Regions from separate parts of the Bos taurus genome. Here region 2 is linked to region 1. Evidence: chromatin contacts called from public Hi-C data. All regions are on one chromosome and are shown on one strand. Each heading gives the region's core, a stretch centred on a gene start, on an enhancer-like site or on the middle of the called end of the contact. The rest is flanking DNA. Distances are from core to core; before and after follow the strand shown.

What was found. Hi-C and Micro-C count contacts between places; a contact is called where the count stands out from the background.
Region 2: a contact with region 1 is called in a Hi-C map of skeletal muscle, with 4 times the contacts expected there. The contact joins the promoter of MTRF1 here to the promoter of WBP4 in region 1. A contact is called at or near these places in 4 of 11 Hi-C or Micro-C datasets (liver, skeletal muscle, skin fibroblasts and 1 more).

What each region holds. Positions count from the first base shown.
Region 1 is chr12:11,275,527-11,278,932 of ARS-UCD2.0, reverse strand. WBP4 (WW domain binding protein 4) reads right to left here and starts at 1,850. Exons shown (of 10, transcript NM_001075251.1): 1 at 1,701-1,850; 2 at 694-766. The coding sequence starts at 1,702. It overlaps TRNAE-UUC (transfer RNA glutamic acid (anticodon UUC)), which reads left to right and starts at 2,560; the gene lies at 2,560-2,631. It also overlaps a transcript of ELF1 not described here.
Region 2 is chr12:11,461,358-11,464,763 of ARS-UCD2.0, reverse strand. It overlaps MTRF1 (mitochondrial translation release factor 1), which reads left to right and starts at 1,497. Exons shown (of 10, transcript NM_001035013.2): 1 at 1,497-1,562.

The DNA.
Region 1 (3,406 bases), core at 601-3,100:
ATGATGTTATTATTCTTTTACCCATCCACCTCTACCAAGTAATAAGGATACAAATATACATCTAAAAATACCCTATCATTTATCTACTATGTACTGCATGAGATGGGGTAAAAAAAAAATCAATGGTGCCTTTCGTTTTATGTCTTAAAAGGTGAATTTGGACTAAAAGATATACTAATAATGTGCTTAAAGTTTGCTATGTTCATATTCCATGACAAAGATAATGATGTCTTTCAAATTTAAGCATTTAGAAATATAAAGCTCTACATCAAATATATTTAACTACCTATAGAGCAGAAATATACAAGAAAAACTACAATAACGTTTCTTTTTACACGTTAAGGACTTTCTGCTTTTACTTTTCTTTGTATACAATACTACAAACAGCACTGTCATAACCTAGGTGTTTCATAAACATGAATGTGATTACCCACTCAATGTCCAGTTCCTGAATGTGACTGAAGGGCCAGAGAGAAATAATTTGGCTTAGTACATAATCAAATTTGGGCTGATGATAAAGAAGGCTCACAACTTTCCTACAAGGAACGAAAACACAACAGAAATTTTTCGATGTTTTGAAAAATCAAGAGCAACGCATATGAAAGTACTTTGTAAGCTCTCAGTTGAGATCAACAAAGAACATCTCACATGAACACAGTATTAGGAGACTCTCTAATAGAGGAATCATCATACAGGCCTATTGTCCGCGATCCAACACTTGCAGTAATCACAGAATTTCTTTGGTTGTGACTTCCAGTAGTCTGCCCTGGAAAAGAAAAAACAAGTTTATTTAGAATCTAAAAAGGTAATGTTTGCATGATTTACATCTTCTTAGAGTCCGAAATGCAAGCTTCAGAATCTTGTTACACACAGCACTGTTACACACAGCATCCTGTTTTATTATTTAGCTGATTGAAAGCAGTCAACTGAAATTCTGTTGCCACTAGAGTAAAAAAGTCTGCAACGGATTTAAAACTCCCTTAAACAAAATAGCTTTTAAAAATGTATCATTTGTTATTGTCATCAGTGTTAAGAAATAAGGAACATGTTGGAGAAGATCATCCATTCCTTTCTGGCATTTTTGGAGGTGAGGTTACAGTAACGGATACTTGAAGAAACTCATAAAGTTCACGTTAAATCAAGTTATTTCCACTCAAATTACTAAACATAAGACGTCTCTGGTGGGAGACTGGCTCCTCCGAGACTATTAGTTAATACAGTTTGTTCTTGAGCCTCAAGGCAAGAGACAGTTGGAAAAGCCAACAGATCTCTCAGCTGGCAAGACCAAAAATTAAAGTCTTAAGCTAACCAGGGCTGGCCGCTTCTAGCAGGCGGAGGCGGCAGCGGTGGCCGCAGTTCAACCCTACGGTTTCACAACACCCCACGGTTCAAGCGCCACCAGAAAGAGGATGCTCGCGGCCCCCGACGGTGGAGGCGGCGGTAGCCCTCCGTCGCTCCACGGCAGCCGTCCTACCTGCAGGGGCCGCCAGGCTCCTTGCCGGAGCCCGCGCGTCCCCACCCTGGGACGGGAGAACCGGCTCCGCCGGTCCGCAGCCGGCCCGGAGCGAGTTAAGGGCGTCACGCCCCTGGCCGAGGGCGGGTGGGGGGGAGAGGGGCGGTGGCAGAGGGAGAGACCGGCGGGCGAAGGGCCGCCCGGGGAAACAAGACCTCGTTGTTTGAGAGCCTGAGACCCGACTCACATGACTGGACCAGGCGCTGCGCGGGCCGCCCCCGGCCCCGGCCGAGGCTCGCGCTCTCCGCGCGGGGAGAACCGGGCCCCAGCTCACCACGAGGCCCACCGCAGCCTCGGAGCGCGGGCGCCTCCCGCCGTCCCCGGGGCCCGCGTTCCGCCGCTCCCAACTACGGGTGCCCCGGCGACCCAATCCGCGTTCGCGCTCTCCTCCCCTGCGCTCCTCCTCGAGGGGCGGGCCTCCGGCTCCCGGAGAGGTGGGGTCGTTATAAGCGGGCTGAGGTCGCCGACGAGGGGCGAGAGCGCGACGGGACTTGAGGGGAAGCTCAAGTCTCGCGTCCCCGCGTCAGCTCGCCTTCTTTTTCTCTCTTTTCCCTTCCTGAGATCCAGAACCTCCACTCTCCTTCTAGGCTCGCTGGCTCGGGGCCCAAGGAGCTCGCGCGCCGCCTCCGCCCCGAACGCAAACAGCTGTTCCCAGAGACGTCGCCGCCCTCAACTTTGCCAACTGGTCCGCACGCACTTTGACCGGCGGAGCAGCCCGGACCCGTAGGCTGGGGAGGGGGCCGTCGGCGGAGTTTAAAAAAAAAAAAAAAAAAAAAGGTGAAACAGCTGTTTTCAGGGCCAAGAGTCGCTGGGCTTGGCCGCAGAACTTTTCCTCAGGCGGCGGAGCGACCCCGCCCCACCACTGGGAAGCCCGCGCGCTCCTGCCGGGCGCGCTCCCGGGCTCGCGAGCGCGTGGGGAGCGGGGGAGCAGGCGGCGGCGGCGGCGGCTGGGGCGGCCCCGAGGCAGCGGCGGGTGGTGGAGCTGGGGCGGCGGCGGCGGCGTTCGCGCTTGTCAGGTGAGTCACCGCGAAGCTCCTCGCAGCGCTTCCCATATGGTCTAGCGGTTAGGATTCCTGGTTTTCACCCAGGCGGCCCGGGTTCGACTCCCGGTATGGGAACGTGGTAACACTTTTTAGAAACTGACAGGCGAAACCGACTTGTTTTATTTCCAGTGGCTCTGGCTCTTTTTTTCTTTTTTTTTTTCCTGAACCACCCCCCACCCCCAGGTGATTTTTATAGAGAACGGCCCTTAGAGCCGTGTGGTTAGATCTGGGCTGCCTCGAGTGCGGAGCCGGGCGGGCGGGAGGAGCGGGTGCGCTTAGGCTGCCGCTGCTGGCGCTGGAGGCCGGGGGGCTGAGGCGCGGGGCACGGAGTTTCACTTCTCCCGGGGCCGTCCTCCCGCCGCTGCGGGCCCGGGCCGTCCCCTCCCCAAAGCTCGGGAGGCGATGATTAACCCCGGCCTCGCCTTATCGGCCCCCAGCGCCCCCCTCAGGCCCACACCCTCGCCTCGGAAGGTCCCGGGCGACGCGGGGCGTGTTCGTCCTCGCCTGGCTCGGAGCCCCGAGTCATCGCGCCCGGGTTCTTCACTAGAAACACCCCGGCCGCCCCCCGGACCCCCGACACAAAGCAGCCCCCGGGCGGGGTGCGGGCTGGGGACCCCTGACGCCCTCCCGACCGCGCCGCTGCCTCCCGCCCGGCCGCGGGTCTCCCGGGGCGCCCGAGCCCGGCGCCGAGGGCACCCCTGCTTGACATGTGGGGCGCCGGCCGCCGTTCACAGAAAGCACCCCAGACTCGGGAGCCGCAGACCTGAGTGCTTTGGCTCGGGAAGGGCGAGGGCATCCGTCCGGTTCTCCGCGCCCTTCTCGCCGCCCAACACACACGCACACGCGCACG
Region 2 (3,406 bases), core at 248-2,747, 190 kb before region 1:
ATGTCTAGAACAGTGAGAAGCACATAACTAGCGCTCCGTATTTACTGAATGAATGAATGAATGCTTTCCTTTCTTTTTTTTCTGGAGGAGGGAGCTAGTATCAGAGCTTAAGAGCCATAGATTATTAAGACAGGTAAGCTTTTTCACTAGTTCTTTTCCTTGGACAAGTTACTAAAATTCTCTGTGCCATAGTTTTCTATTCTGCAAAATGGGTTATTTTAGGGTTGTTGTAAGGATTAAATTAATTAAAAGGCTTAAGCCATTTAGAATAGTATCCAATATGTAGTTGGTAGAAGTGGGTACCTTGATATAAGCAATAAATGCTAGATATTTATGTTTATGCCTAATTCCCCTTTTTATATTTATGTTCATAACCTAAGAAAATATCCTGTGAAGTCGGTAATATTGAATTCTTGTTGCCTCTGCTTTTCAGGAAGAAATACTGAGGCACAGAGTTCAAATGACTTGTAAATATGATCTGCAACATAAATAAGTATACTACTTGAATATTTAAAGTAAGGCAATATATTTGCATTTTGCTGGAATTGTTTATTATTTATGTTTTTTAATGCTTTACTTAATTGATGGTTTACAAACCTAAATTGAGCCCCCAAATTCTGTTTATGCGTATACAACAGATATAAAGTCACTAACTTGTGGCTATATATGGTCTCCCATATTTTGGATCCTCCTTGTGACTTTTAGGGCTTCAGTGGTAAAGAATCTGCCTGCAATGTGGGAGACCAGGGCTCCACCAGGGTAGGGAAGACCTCCTGGAGGAGGAAATGGCAACCCACTCCAGTATTGTTGCCTGGAGAATCCCATGGACATGGGAGTCTGGAGGCCTATAGTCCATGGGGGTAAACAAAGAGTGGAACACAACTTGCTATCTGAGCACTGCTATGAATTTTTTAAAGATATACATTTACAGTCTCAACTAGCCATTATGTATTTTCTCAGGCAAGGAAAGCTGAGAAGTACAGCTATTAACGTTCAGAATCCTGTAAACTTTCGAATCCTCATTTATTAAAAAAAAAAAATCAGGAATCCGTGCTCTAGTGGCTCCACAGGTAAGGAAATTTTTGTATATCAAGAGCTCTTAATCAGAACTGTAGAGAACTTCCCTTTTGAGCTTGCCTGAAACTGGGAAAACCGAAGCTGCAGCTTCGGCCTAGGGGGTTGGGGGCGGGGCGCCTGTCCGACATAAACTACAACTCCCAGGACTCCCGGGCAAGCGCTCCCGGGAGTCATGGTTCATTCAACACCCGAGCCCGCGTTGCCCGTCCCTTCTCCCTCCCCTGGCAAGCCACACTTTGGGTTCTGACTCCAGATGAGCAAGCCCACGGCCGTCTCGGGGAACGTTTTCTTGCTGTACCGTTTTCTCTCTTGTTTCCTTTGATAGCTCATGTTGCGCACACTCAAGAACTCCTCTGCCGCAGAGGAGTGGCGACGCCCGAGGAGGCGGGGTCGGGCTCTAACCCAGACTGGGTGAACCCGGAGGTGAAAGGGATCCGGTGACCGATGGGCTGAAATGTAGTGGATCCCAGAAGGTTCCGACTTCAGTAAGGAAACCTAGTGTCCTTAATTTTTTTTTAAGTACTCACAGTTCATGTCTCTTTTCTGATCTTAAAAGTCTATTTTCTTTCTCTAGCTTTTTTTCCCCCTGGTGCCTCCCTGTGGGATCATTCTTGATACCGAGTAACTCAGTGTAACTTACACGTGATACCCTCGTGCGGGCTTAGTGTCGCTTCTGATTTGCCGAGGCTGAGAGTTCCTAGAATTTCAGATTAATCTTGTTAACTGCATGTATGGGGGCGAGGGGGTGAGGGGTGAAGGAGAAGACTTGAAATTCTCAAGTATAGATAACCCTAGAGGGTGAAGGTCTTAGGGTTTACTTAACATTGAAGTTCATGACCTAGAGAGGTATTTTACTTGTTCAGCCGCTCAATGGTGTCCGACTCTTCACCAGGCTTCCCTGCCCTTCACTATCTCTGGGAGTTTGCCCAGACTCCTGTCCATTGAGTCGATGATGCCATCTAGCCCTTTCATCCTCTGTCCTCCCCCTTCTACTAACTGTTCCTAAAAAGGAACTCTAGCTAGAAGTGTTTCAACAAAAATCTTTTTTGCCGTTTTTTACTCTGTCCTTTTTCAAATGGACACACCTGTGATGGAGACTAGATGTTGCTACCCATCAGGGTTCTTGGCCTCCTTAATCACTAGAAAGTGTTCAGAGGCTAGTCGGGATATTGAAACAAGGCTTTATTGAGGCCCCTGCTACAGCAGGGGTGAGCCAGAACAAGTTTGCTTGCTTGCTCACTTGCTGGGGGTGGGGAGAGACAGGCAAGCTTGTTCGTGTCCAGGAGTCGGAAGGAGGGGTAGATTAGGTGGTTCGTCCCTCCCTTTGAGGGGTCATGCTGAGGACCATGCTTGTACTCCCAGCTCTTCAGGCTCTTGGGAGGTGGCAGGTGGGCTTTTTGGTCTCTTTGTATCTAGGTGTCCAGAATTTGCCCCAACTGCACATGCACGCGGTTAAGTCCCTTGTAGTTTCTTTGTGTTGTGTTGCTCCTGGAGATGTTTGTCCAGGGGCAAGCATGGTAGCCCTGCACCAACAGGGTCCCAGGTCCCAGCCCCCAGCCTGTCTCAATGTGAAGAGGAGTAGTAACTCCTGCTGGAGGACTAACATTTGTGGCTACTGGACCCTGGTGCCCTCTTTAGAGTGTGATTAAGTTACATTTTGTTAGCAGAACCCTGCAAATTTTGAATATTTTAGATACCATTCTATTTCTTAGAAAATAATGATATCCAAGTTAGCTGACCTGCAATGATCAACTGAACTAATATATTAATACACCTAGCATAGTAGGAGGAGAAGGCAATGGCACCCCACTCCAGTACTCTTGCCTGGAAAATCGCATGGATGGAGGAGCCTGGTAGGCTGCAGTCCATGGGGTCGCTAGGAGTCAGACACGACTGAGCGACTTCACTTTGACTTTTCACTTTCATGCATTGGAGGAGGAAATGGCAACCCACTCCAGTGTTCTTGCCTGGAGGATCCCATGGACAGAGGAGCCTGGTGGGCTGCTGTCTGTGGGGTCGCACAGGGTCGGACACGACTGAAGCGACTTAGCAGCAGCAGCAGCAGCATAGTAGGAACACTGGAGATAATAAAGGTTGATTCTGATCAGTTTTGACCCTTACTTCAGATTTGAACCTCAGGATTGTAGGGGCAAAGTATTTTTCTTAGAACACTTTATCTTCTCCCTTTCTTATTCAGTAATCACAAATGTGTACATTTGTTAGCTCTTTTGGTTATCTCTGTTAGAGGGAAGGAGAACGGATAGTTATTGGACACAGCCAAATTCACCTAACTTGAAATTTTTTAAGTAATTTTTTCCTTGATTGTAAA